Linked DNA regions of Gossypium hirsutum: regions 1 and 2 are each linked to region 3. A link is a contact called in public Hi-C data. All regions are on one chromosome and are shown on one strand. Each heading gives the region's core, a stretch centred on a gene start, on an enhancer-like site or on the middle of the called end of the contact. The rest is flanking DNA. Distances are from core to core; before and after follow the strand shown.

Evidence for each region. Hi-C and Micro-C count contacts between places; a contact is called where the count stands out from the background.
Region 1: a Hi-C map of leaf shows a contact between it and region 3, with 1.7 times the contacts expected there. The contact joins the promoter of LOC107908478 here to the promoter of LOC107908488 in region 3. A contact is called at or near these places in 2 of 34 Hi-C or Micro-C datasets (both in leaf).
Region 2: a contact with region 3 is called in a Hi-C map of leaf, with 3 times the contacts expected there. The contact joins the promoter of LOC107908481 here to the promoter of LOC107908488 in region 3. A contact is called at or near these places in 8 of 34 Hi-C or Micro-C datasets (callus and leaf).

Annotation. Positions count from the first base shown.
Region 1 is chrD02:43,029,962-43,034,042 of Gossypium_hirsutum_v2.1, reverse strand. LOC107908478 (extensin) reads left to right here and starts at 1,491. Exons shown (of 3, transcript XM_016835658.2): 1 at 1,491-1,669; 2 at 2,217-3,113; 3 at 3,530-4,081. The coding sequence starts at 1,603. The coding sequence ends at 3,564.
Region 2 is chrD02:42,956,145-42,960,234 of Gossypium_hirsutum_v2.1, reverse strand. It overlaps LOC107908481, which reads left to right and starts at 2,011. Exons shown (of 10, transcript XM_016835660.2): 1 at 2,011-2,716; 2 at 2,791-2,860; 3 at 3,014-3,081; 4 at 3,241-3,302; 5 at 3,409-3,490; 6 at 3,587-3,820; 7 at 3,973-4,090. The coding sequence starts at 2,666.
Region 3 is chrD02:42,586,355-42,590,773 of Gossypium_hirsutum_v2.1, reverse strand. It overlaps LOC107908488 (serine/threonine-protein kinase 11-interacting protein), which reads left to right and starts at 2,542. Exons shown (of 7, transcript XR_005910294.1): 1 at 2,542-3,182; 2 at 3,373-3,630; 3 at 4,042-4,284.

The DNA of each region.
Region 1 (4,081 bases), core at 242-2,741, 440 kb before region 3:
TTATGTTCAAAGTGATTAATTATAATTTCGTCATATTCGATATTTTATCTTAAAAGTTGAAATAAGAGTTTTAGTTTCCCTTAATGAAAAGAATATATTTCATTTTTATCACCTCTCAAATATCAATAAATTAATATTTAATCCTTTAGCCTATCAGAAAATTTTTATTTTTTACCCTTTTTTATAATTAATTTTTTAATTTAAAGTTTTTTTTAAGTAATTTTATCAAAAAATATTGAGTGAAATAATAAAATACATTACTCTCAAGCAAAAAATTCAAGTTTGAACTTTGAATATGACATCATTGAGAGGAACAATCACGAACTTTTAATCTTTATAAACTGAAAAATATATATAAATGATACATTAATTAAACCAAAATTTAAAAATTTTATCTTAAGCCCCTTTGCGTAAAGTTACTAGCTTGGTCCCTACTTACCCCAAAGTGATGGCCCATATAGAAGGGCAAATAATCATGTTGATGCTTCAGTATGACACGTTACATCGATGCTAAAATATGCAGCAAAAGGGCACATTTTTACGATCTCACCAGTCGTAAAACTTTCTAAGAGGAAAAAAAACAGTTGTAAAACTGCCTTTTTCATTCTAATATTCCAATTAGTTAAGACTTTTATAGAGAGGGTCCAACAGGATATGTTCAACATACCCAAAAAAAAAAGGCTTTGCACAAAGCTTAATCCTCCCAATGGCAAAATCTCAGCTTCATCTTTGATTAATATCACTCTCTAGTTATATCATTTGGACTCTTAATTTTTAAAAGCACTTATTCTTTTTTATATTTTTTTCGGATTTACATTCAAATATAAATATATATATACAATTAAATTATCATTTATTCATTTTTCATATTTCAAACTCATCATAATCCAATTCTCAGGATGATTCAAATCATAAAAATTGTGAGAAAGTGAGAACTTTGAGTAGAAAGCAAGCAAGACAAAAGCGCAACCAAAAACCTTCACTTTGATTTTTCCCAATATGAAAGCAAGCATATATGCCAATTTTGCATCAACAACATGAAATGTTTAAGTTAAATCAAAGTGAACAACTTCCTTTACACCTTTTAATCCCTTTACATTATTCTTCATATTTACATTTCTAAGCAAAAGTGAGTACTCATTTACATAATCAACTCGAGCCAAGCTCGAGTTTAATTCTAAATTCGAGATCCCTCAAGTTTTAACTTTAAAAACTCAAACTTGATTCAAGATAAAAACCAAACTACTCGAATTCACTCGATTAGTAAAAAATAAGATTTAATTCTCATGCTCAGGTCTAAATTCGATTATTTATGCTTCAAGCTTAAATTCAAAATTAAAATTTTTCAATAATGTGCTCGCTAGTCATTGGAGTCAAATTTTAAAATATTAAACAAATTAAATTTAAATGTTAATTTTTTTCAAATCGAAACAAATATGTCATTTACATCCGAGTTACAATAAAAGTAGATACTCAAGAATCAAATCTTTGATGGCCAACATACACAGTTGTCTCCTTTGGTTGCCTTTATATATGTCTCAATTATCAGTCTTCTGCTCTTTGAATAGTCTTTGAGTGATTTGGCATTGCTGAAATTGAATCATGGAAAACAGGCTTTGCATGTTCCTTCTCTTTTCAACAATGGCGGCCACTCTTTCCATGCATTGCGGTAAGCTGATTTCTGCTACATTATTGTTTTATTTAAGTTCCTCATTTTTACCATGTCAGTAGGGCAAATCCAAAGAGGGGTCAAAATAAAATTATAATTTTTTTAGAATTAAATGTAATTATATCGTTGGATTAACCTACAATGTTATTATTTTTAAAAAGATTTATAATATTAATATTTTACCCTTATGACAAGGCCCTGCCCCTAGAACTAGAAGTGTGGTAAAGGATTCCATTGTTTTAGTTTTTGACAGTCCAAATGTTGCATGGAGTATATTTAGTTTGCTTCGCCTCTAATGAATATACAAACTCGCATCATGTAATTTATGTCTTCCTCAGTAAACGAATATTTCTATTTTGTTGTATAAGTGTGAGTCATTAAGTAGTCATGCCATGTTTATGTTCTAGTTTTGGTATTATAAGCTTAGTTGTTTTAAACCCTAACATTTGCAATCTTTTCATTTATTCAGGGTGATATATATTATTGGGGAAGGGCAAAAATGTTTTGGGATGATTAAATGTAAATCTAACAGTTGTTTATTGGGCAGATGCAAGAAAATCAATGGAACATATCAAAGATCCAAAACATCAAAGAAATTCAATCATAAAGCACACAAAGAACTTAGAGCTAATGAGTAAACTTATGAGTTTAGTGATTGAACAACCCACTGATACATCAAATACTCAACCTTACGGAGTAAGCTCACCATTTTCTTTGCCACCATTTGATTCTTTGCCCCCTGAAAATTCACATCCTTACTGTGTTAACCCTCCAAATACCCCTGAACCTCCAATTGGAACCTCACCTTCCCCACCCTCTCCCTTTTACAACTTTCCTCCTCTTGGCCCACCACCAAGCCCACCCGGAATAGTTCCGAACCCGCCGATTATATTTCCAGGCCCACCCGGAATAGTCCCGAACCCACCTAGTAATTTTCCAGGCCCACCTGGAATAGTCCCGAACCCACCTAGTATTTTTCCAAGCCCTCCACAAGCAATACCAACACCAACAGGTTACATACCAAGCCCATCGGGGCCGGTATTGAGCCCACCCTATTACGAGCTGAGCCCACCAACCGTTGTTGTGAGCCCGCCATATAATGTTCCATCACCATTTGGGTTTAATCCAAGCCCACCAGAGTTTCTACCGCCAATTGTGTACCCACCCCCAACGGTTCTACCACATCCCAATAGGGCTCCAACCACACAATTATGGTGTGTGGCTAAGCCATCAGTGCCTGGCCCAATCATGCAAGAGGCAATGAACTATGCATGTGCATCCGGGGCGGATTGTGATTCAATTCAACCTAGTGGTCCATGTTTTCAGCCTGACACCATCTTTGCACATGCTTCCTACGCTTTTAATAGCTATTGGCAGAAAACCAAGATTGCTGGTGGCACGTGTGAGTTTGGTGGCACAGCCATGCTTGTCACAGTTGATCCAAGTGAGTTTCTCCATTAGATCTATCTATGGAAACTGACCGGTTTGGTTTAGGCCGCCTTTAAATAGGGTTTATTAAGCTCCGGACTTGGCCTAGTCATAAGATATAATTACAGTTTATCTAAGTGAAACTTTCAATTAGATTTTCCCATAAAAACTATCTGACTCGATTCAGAGTATCCTTTGAGTAAGATTTTCAGGAGAAGGCAGGGTCTTAGCCAACCTTGGTTTGGCAAAATTTATTCTTTTGGTCCCCAAAACTGAAAAGTTTTGGCTCCAAAAATTTACAATTCAATCTGACACTACTAAAAACTCAAATCTTATGCTCTTACAGAATTTTGTCAAGCCAAGACCCGGTGAAAAGTTTCTATTGTTATAAAATGGGCTATTAATTTGTGTTAAACTTTCGTGTGAAAACAGGTTACGACGGTTGCCATTTCGAGTACCAATATTGATTGGTGAAGATAGAAGAATGATCTCCTTTCTTTTCTCCAATAAACAATGTAAATTTACCATGACTAAAACTCCCCAACATAAATTTTGTAATTATAAAAGTTACATAGTTAAGATTCTATGAGGCCGTTGATTTAGGGTTCTTTCTATTTTCCTTCCTAAGGCTTATAACTGAAAATTGTACTGTGTAAACTGGATCTCACTTCTCCCTTCATGAGAACTGTAAATTGTATTGCTAACTCCTGAAATTTGCATGAGATCAATAAAATGGGAGAGCATGAAAATGTTTTCATTTACTTCATTAAAACCATGCTGTTAAATGAATCAAACGATGTTATTTCATTAAAAATAAAAAATTCAATAACTTGACATTATCTAAATCACAGTATATCAAATACAAACCATTATATATTGTTTGTATTGTAATCCTGGCATTTGGATTTTGGCCCCTAGTATAGCAGCAAAAAGCCACTCGAGTTAAAATATACGTAATCTTCATTTCTTTTCCTTGAAATGCCT
Region 2 (4,090 bases), core at 762-3,261, 370 kb before region 3:
GATGCTCTTGGACTTGTTAAAATGAACTTAATTTTATTAACTTAGTCATTTTTTTGAATTTATTTTGATTTCATAAGATTGTGGTACGAGAATAGCGGAGAATACCGTTCGGTTAAAATCCAAGAATGGCAAGAATCCGTCTAGCCAAAAACACAAGTGCAATTTTAAGAAAATTTTATTACTATAAATATCACAAATCAGCTCGATTTTCAAAATTTTAACTTTTTGCTGTGCAAGAAAACTGTTTTTGAATCAAAAAATTTTCAACAATAGCTACTCACTTACGACCTTCGTCTTTCCTTTGTCTTGAGATGGCCTAACATCGTTTTTAGCTATGTACAATAATTCAGTCATAAAAATAGTATTAGTTTTCACTCAATCATATGATAAACACATCAATTAAATATACTTTGCATTTTATTCATTTTAGTCCTTATATTCAAAATGCTCATATTTTTGGATATTTAGTATCAAATCAAAACCGAGTTTCATATTATTTCATTAGAGGCCTTGTACTTCTAATCTATAGCATAATTTCTTAACAACTTTTAATTGTTTATAATTATATAATTGGAGTTCAATGTGGAAATTAAATTAATTAGTAATAGCAATTTTATTGAATAAATAATTAAATTCATTTTTCAATAGTAAAGTTTTCATGACTCGAACTGAATTAGAATTTGATTGAAAAAATAATTTGATTAAAGAAATTAATTAATTAAATTAATTAATTAATTAATTAAACAAATAATATTTTAAAAATAAAAACAAATTATTAGGTAATAAAATTATATAAATTAATTTAAAAATTAAATAACACAAATAATTCAACCTAATACAGAAAAGTTACTAATAAGCCCATTTGTGATGCGATAAGCAGCACACAGGGATTCTAGAAGGGTGTGCACCGCCTACCCCTTTTGATTAATTTGTGTGTTTCATCTTATTTAATTTATGTGTAAATTCTCCTAAATTTATTCTGATTAATTGGTTTAAGTTAAATTATTTATTCAATACCCTTTTGTGGAATTCTATTTTTATCCCCAAGTCCACTGCGATTGTTTTGAAAATTGGGATAAAAAACCCTTTAGATGCCAATGCACAGAAGGCATGGTAGAGGCATCCTCAATCTAACTGAAATTATCATATAATTAGTTAAATGTAACTTAAAAGTCAATAAAAAGGGTAAATTATATCATTAGTCATTAAATTATAGATAAATTTTTGTTTTAGTTCTGTAATTTAAAAAAATTATAATTTAGTTACTAAACTATTTAAAAGTTTTCATTTAAGTAATCGAATTGTTGAAATCAATACTATATAACTTTTTCTATTCGTACTATCTGCACCAATTTTTTTCAAATATAATTTAAATAAAATTTTTTAAATAATTAAATAACCAAATTTTATATTTTTTAATTAAGTGACTAAAACATAATTATAATTTAGTAACTAATGGTGTAATTTATTCTGAGAAAAAAGAAATGAGTTTTAGCAAATGGAAAGTTAGCAATAGCATGCCGGATTTTATTTAAGTAATTTAAAATTTTTAAAATTTTTAAATTATAAAATTACATTTTAATCCTTTACAAATGATAAAAATTAATTAATTTTTTAAAAATTATAAAAATATAAATTATAAAAATAATAAAATTATATTTTTACTATTATAAAAATTATAATTTAATTTCAGTTAGCTTTCTACCTCCGTCGAAAGTAACTTAAGAGTTTGGACATATAATATTTGGGGTTGGAAATGGAATTTAGGAGTAATTATAAATTTTGAGCTTTTGGAGTTAAAAAGGAGGGTGTAAGAAATTGAAGCAAGCACGCAACCCAAGTTTTGAACGGTATACGTACATTTCAATTCTAGAAGCACTTAGAATTGCTGTTCAAATCATAGCCACTCGCACCGTACGGCTATAAACCGTCGACGATAACTTCATTAGAAGGCAAAGCAATTCTAAGCATGTATCATAGCCTTCTACAAAAGCAAATCAATTTTGATACATGGAGTGAAATATATTAAATTTTATTTATGAAAGCTATTAATTTTTAAGTTTGAAAATTATTCGATTTAGTTGAGAATTAATTATTTCTGAATTGATATATTTTTATAGCATTTAAAAATCTATTTTTTAATTTTAAAATGTATTTTGAATCATTTAATTTTGAGTTTGGGACTTAAGTTATAATTATTTTAGTGAAACTATGCGAATCAAAACTTTTAGACAGGATTATTAAGGGAAATGATGAGTTTCGAACTTTAAATCGAGTTTAAATTATATTGAGATCGAATTTTAAGACTTAATTTTTATTATATATTAATTAGGTTTTATTAAATTTAGTTTAAATTTACTTTTTAACCTATATATAAATGTCTCTTCATGATTTATTCTTTTATGCAATATTACTTTTGTTTAACAGATGTGGGGATTTATTTTTTATCATTCAATTTATCGAGCATTATTTGTTTGAGGAGAATTAATAGAATTTATATGGTTTATTTATTTATGGTTGATATTCCTAAATTTATTATTTTAATTATTTTTGTTTGATCTTCCTCCATTGCCCGTTACCACACCCCTTTCTTAAGCCTATGCTTTAATCAGAAGCAAAAGAAACTGGAAGAAGAATAAGCAAACAGGATTTCCATTCAAACAAAATGGCAACTGTTTTAGATTCCCATTTCTTAGCTCTAACTGCCATTGTAACTGTATGTTTTTATTTTCTCCCTCTCTCCCTCCAAAATAATTGATGTTTGATTTATTTTGGGTTTTGCTTGTGCAGTTGGGATATCAAATATTTTTCTTTATAATCACCGCTCTTCTCAAGTTCGATAAAGTCACTGACTTTGCAGGTACCTCATCCATAAATTTAGCTTCTTTAATTGTTCTTTTGAACCTTTATTAGAGCATAGGAAAGGTAAAGACCCATATAACAATTCATACAATTCTTCAAATGTGAATTCATTGGTTTCTAAATGATATCGTCTTTGTTTTCTTTTGCTCAGGAAGCACGAATTTTGTTATAATTGCTGTGTTGACTCTGATAATTAAAGGATCATGGCATTTTCGTCAGGTAATTTGGATTGACTGCGTAAAAGTTTGCTTCAAACATCACTGGTTTAAACTGTTCATCTGTTAGGTGTTGACTCATTTTAGAGGGTCCTTAAAGCTCATTTATACTGTTCTTGCACCTCCTGTTTGTATGTAGTGATTTTGCAACTCTGCTTTCCAGGTAGTATTGACTTCGCTTGTAGTAATATGGGGGCTACGCTTGGCAATTTTTCTATTGATGAGGTATAATAGTATGAAATTTTATTAACTATTTTTTCCTTTTTTTTTTGTTTATATATATTTGATGATTTAATTGAAAGATTACCAATATCATGTGAAATGCGTTCAGAATTTTGCAATGGGGCGAGGATCGACGTTTTGATGAGATGCGCAGTAATTTGGGGAAATTAGCAGTTTTCTGGATATTTCAGGTCTTCGTATCTGTCTGATCACACCCATTTCTTTGCTGTTTATCAGTGTGACATCTAATAAACTTTACTGCACCACAATCTTTACATGCATTGCAGGCTGTCTGGGTCTGGACCGTGACTTTACCTGTAACCGTGGTTAATGCTAGTGATAGAGATCCATCGGTTCAGGCTGAAGACATCATAGGGTGGATTATGTGGTCAGTGGGTATCTCTTTTGAAGCTGCAGCTGACCAGCAAAAGCTTTCTTTCAAAAATTCCCCTGAAAACAGAGGAAAGTGGTGCAATGTTGGAGTATGGAAATACTCTCGCCATCCAAACTATTTTGGTGAGGTGAGCATCATGATTTCCCAGTGTCACCAGTTATGCATCTGGTTGCTTTGCTTCCCTAGATGACTCTAGCTACTACTAGTGCTTGATTTATTCTAAGATCCCTTCCTTTGATAAATAATTCCTCCAAATGATTCTTAACAAATATTGGCTAGATTTTTCTTTGGTGGGGAATTTTCGTTGCCTCTACTCCTATACTTGAAGGTGCTGAATGGCTGGTGATTCTTGGGCCAATCTTTCTGACATTGCTGCTTCTTTTTGTTAGTGGCCTAC
Region 3 (4,419 bases), core at 1,293-3,792:
CATGCTTGATCAATGGTGAGCCTAAATTGAATCTTTGGCTGACTTCATTTGTTGCGATAACTTTATAGGTGTCACACTTGAGGAAAAACACACAAGCTCTATGGGAACAGTGGTCGATTTAGGTTTAGATAAGGTATGTCTGTTCTTGTGCGAGTGTGACTCACTTTAACTTGCTGCCTGCATAATTTCTTTTCTTTTTAATCAAGCGGCAAATTTTAACCTTAATAGGCAAATTTTAATGATAGCTATCAACTTATTTGACCACATACTGGTCCTGAAAATCTTCTTGTTTGCCCCTTGAAGTTGTTAATGGCTTACGGTTATTGTCTTTTTTCTTTCGTACTTTTGGCTCAAACTTCTTTTTGAGCATAGAAGTTATAAATGGAAAGAAATTAAGTCTGTTGATGAACATTTATTAATTCTTAGTTGCTAATTTCATGCTGTTCAATTATTGGCATTGCCATAATTTTTTTATAGTATCAAGCACTAAAAAGATTTTCATATAAAGCTGGCAATGGGAAGGATCATATTTGCTCTGAATTATTTTCTTGTACAAAGTTGTAGTTTCCTATTTTGCATTCAGAAAGCTCAAACATGACTTAAAACTTATATATATATATTCTCTTGTTCAGATTAAATTTGAATACTAAGGAGTGTGATACTGATATATTACTTATGAACTGGTTTGGGCTATTTCATGGTTCTTTATGCAGAATGTTGTGGTTGATCAAGCACTTGGGCCTGGAAAAAGAGTTACCGTTTCAATGGGAACTAACCAAAACTTGGATTATGGTAATAAAATTGTTCTTATACTATTTCATGTTTCATTGTCATGTAATTGTTTTTCTGAATTGTTTTTCTGAATTTAGCTGATTGCATTGATTGTTTTAATTCATAGGATCAGTGATGGACATCATTCAGCTTCATTGTTTAGTTTTTGGTATTGGTGCTCATGACATAGGCAGAGTAAGTAGAGATTCCCTTCTGCTGAAAACGAGGAACAAGTAAGCTTTTGATTTCTTCTGCTGAATGCTTGCTTTATATTGTAGTTGAACTAAGATCTTGAGGCAGTACTGCAACTTGTCAACAAATATGCCTTCTGGTTTTTGGTGCTTTAGAGGAAACATGTGCTCTTGGCAATTTAGCCTTCCTGAAGAGGTAAATTACTTTTGATTCATTGTGATTTTTTAGCAACCTTACCTCATGGCCTTTTATTTCCTAATTTATCAATGCATCATATAAATCCAGAATTGGTAGAGATTGCTTTTTCCCTTAACTTGTGGAATGGACACATGAAGTTGGAGGTTATTTTCAATGGCAACTTTGGATAGTATTCGTTTTCCTGCTAGATTGGTGAGCTATTTTGTTTGAAGTGAAGAATCGGTTTCATGGAAGGCCAATTGGAGTTGAGAGCAGGGTGAAAGAGATATTGTATCGGCTTGAATTTCTTCTATTGAATGCTTGCTTTATATTTTTAGTTGAAGTGAGATATTGAGGCAGTACTTCCGTTTAATTCAGAATTGTTGTAAACTCAATCGAGTTCTTGATGATAATTCGATATGGTTATGTTTTTTTTATTTTTTAGAGTTCAATTCTTACTTATTAAATTTTATTAGTTATAATTATTTTAAATTTTATTAAATCATATATTTTAATTAAAATATATTTAATATTAATTATTTCAAATTATCTTTTATAGTATCATATAATATATTATGATTTGAGTAAATTCATATAAGAATATTAATTATTAAGAATTTTATTAAATTATATATTTTAAGTATAATATATTTAATAATAATTATGTTTAAATATGATTAAATTATTTATTATTCATATTAATAATCTTATCAAAATTTAAATAACAATAACAATAATAATTTACCAAAACAAATTTCTGGTAATTATTAAGAATTTTATTAAATTATATATTTTAATTAAAATATGTTTAATAATAATTATGTTTAAATATGATTAAAATATTTATTATTGATAATAATAATCTTATTAAAATTTAAATAACAATAACAATAATCATTTACCAAAACAAATTTATGCTAAGGGTATTCTAGTCATTTTAGTTTTTTCCACTATGCTATTACACCTCTATTCCATTCAACCAAACACAAGATTACTATTACGCCTCTATTCCATTACATTCAACCAAATAGTTGATTTGCTATTACACATTTAATCTAATACACCTCTAATCCAATACACTTCTAATCCAATACACCTCTAATCCAATACAGCGAACCAAACGCACCCTAATATATTTTCCTCTTTAATAAAACTCTATTTAGGCAAAAATAAGGATTGAGATGGGGGCGGCAAATGGCAAATGCAAATTATGCAAGGTCGTTTATGCTTGAACAAACAAACATCTGGGGTGGACCCCGCATTTGTTTGGATTCTGGAGGAAGCCGACACGTTGTTTGGAATTGGATTCCCCATGTTGTGTGCATGTGCGCCAGGTGTCTCATTTCCCTACGCACCATATTTCACTTCCCAATTATTTGACCTTTTTCCCCCGAACCAACCAAAGCCAGAACATAATGAACCACCCCATCATTCTCAAGGTACGCTACAGCCGTCCTTTTCTATTTCCTGCTATTCCCCTTATCATTTAATGATTCATTTCTTCCTTTCAAACCTTCCTTCATTCGCATTCTTCAAACCCTTTGTTCACTTATGAGCTTTGGAATATGGCGGTGTGGGTGATTTTCTAAAACTTGATGCCAATGGCGATCGTCACAAGGGGTCGCTACCTTGAGAAGCTGTTCAAATTCGTTGACGACCAAGCGGGGCCTTTGATTGATGGAACTAAGGTTCTGAAGCTCAACCCGGCGGGGCTCCATTACGTGCAGTCTCGGCTCCAAGCGTTGCAGGAGCTCGACAGACTTCTAGTGGGAGCTCCAGTTGACTATCTACGTGCCTACGTCTCGGACCTTGGGGACCACCGTGCGCTCGAGCAGCTTCGGCGGATACTACGCCTCCTAACCACTCTTAAGGTGGTATCTGCCTTGGCCCCTCTTGCGCGTGATCCCACGCCGCTCTCGTTGCTCCCGTTTGGAAGACTGAAGGTTCTGGAACTCAGAGGGTGCGATTTGTCGACCTCAGCAGCCAAGGGGTTGCTTGAGTTGAGACATACTTTGGAGAAAATTATTTGTCATAATTCAACCGTGAGTGTTTTGCATTATTTTCGAACGAGAGGAAGAATTAATGACATTCATTCAGTTTTTGTGATTATAAATCATAAGATCTCCCTCCCCTATTTTCTTCTTCCTAACTAAGGACCATTAAAGTTATTAATTATATATGGGTACTTTACACAAATTTTTTTCTCAAGATCAATATTTTTGGCATGTGTAGGATGCTTTGCGACATGTGTTTGCCAGTAGAATTGCTGAGGTAAAGGGCTGTCCACAGTGGAACCGCTTGTCCTTTGTATCGTGTGCATGCAATTGCCTGCTACTAATGGACGAGTCTTTGCAACTTCTTCCCTCTGTTGAAACCCTTGATTTGAGTCGAAACAAGTTTGCCAAAGTGGATAATCTTCAAAAATGTGCTAATTTGAAGCACTTGGACCTTGGATTCAATCAACTGCGATCCATCTCATCATTTAGTGAGGTAGGAATAACTCAGATTTTTACTTGACATTTGATTTTGATTTGATGCTGAAAGATTTATCAAATGGGGCTTATAGCGGTATCATCTTCTCTAGCATGTATTTTTCTGGATACTACAATTGTTATTGCTTCCCTATCTTGTTTGCTTGTAATTGTGCAATTGTCTGTATTTAAACAATCATTTTCGTCGGAGTTTCGTGTTAGTTGTTACTTTCATGCGCATTACTTGAGTGCTTTGATTTTGCCTTTTCTTGTTATTTCCCATTACACTTCTCTATTTAAATTACTTATAGACATTCATTTGAATATTTTTTTCCTAGGTAAAAACTCCTTTGAATAATTTCTTAGTGACATGCTCTATATCTGAAGTTTTGATATAGGGACCTATGCACCATTGTTTTTGAAAATGCAGGTCTGCTGTCATGTTGTTAAACTAGTTTTGAGGAACAATGCACTATCTACATTGCGTGGGATTGAGAATTTGAAGTCACTTGAAGGGCTTGATGTTTCCTGCAATATTATTTCCAATTTTTCAGAGTTGGAGTTCATTGTGGGCCTCTCATTTCTACAAAGCGTGTGGCTGGAAGGGAATCCACTATGTTGTGCTCGATGGTATCGCGCACAAGTTTTCAGCTACTTCAGTCATCCAGAAAATGTATGTATATGGCATGTTTTTGTTGTGGAATTTCTATTAATATGCAATAGTCATGCTCCTTTTGCTAAATATTTCTTGTTTTGGTTTATCCTGTAATCTTGCTAATTATACCGTTCCTATGTTCTGTTGTATGGC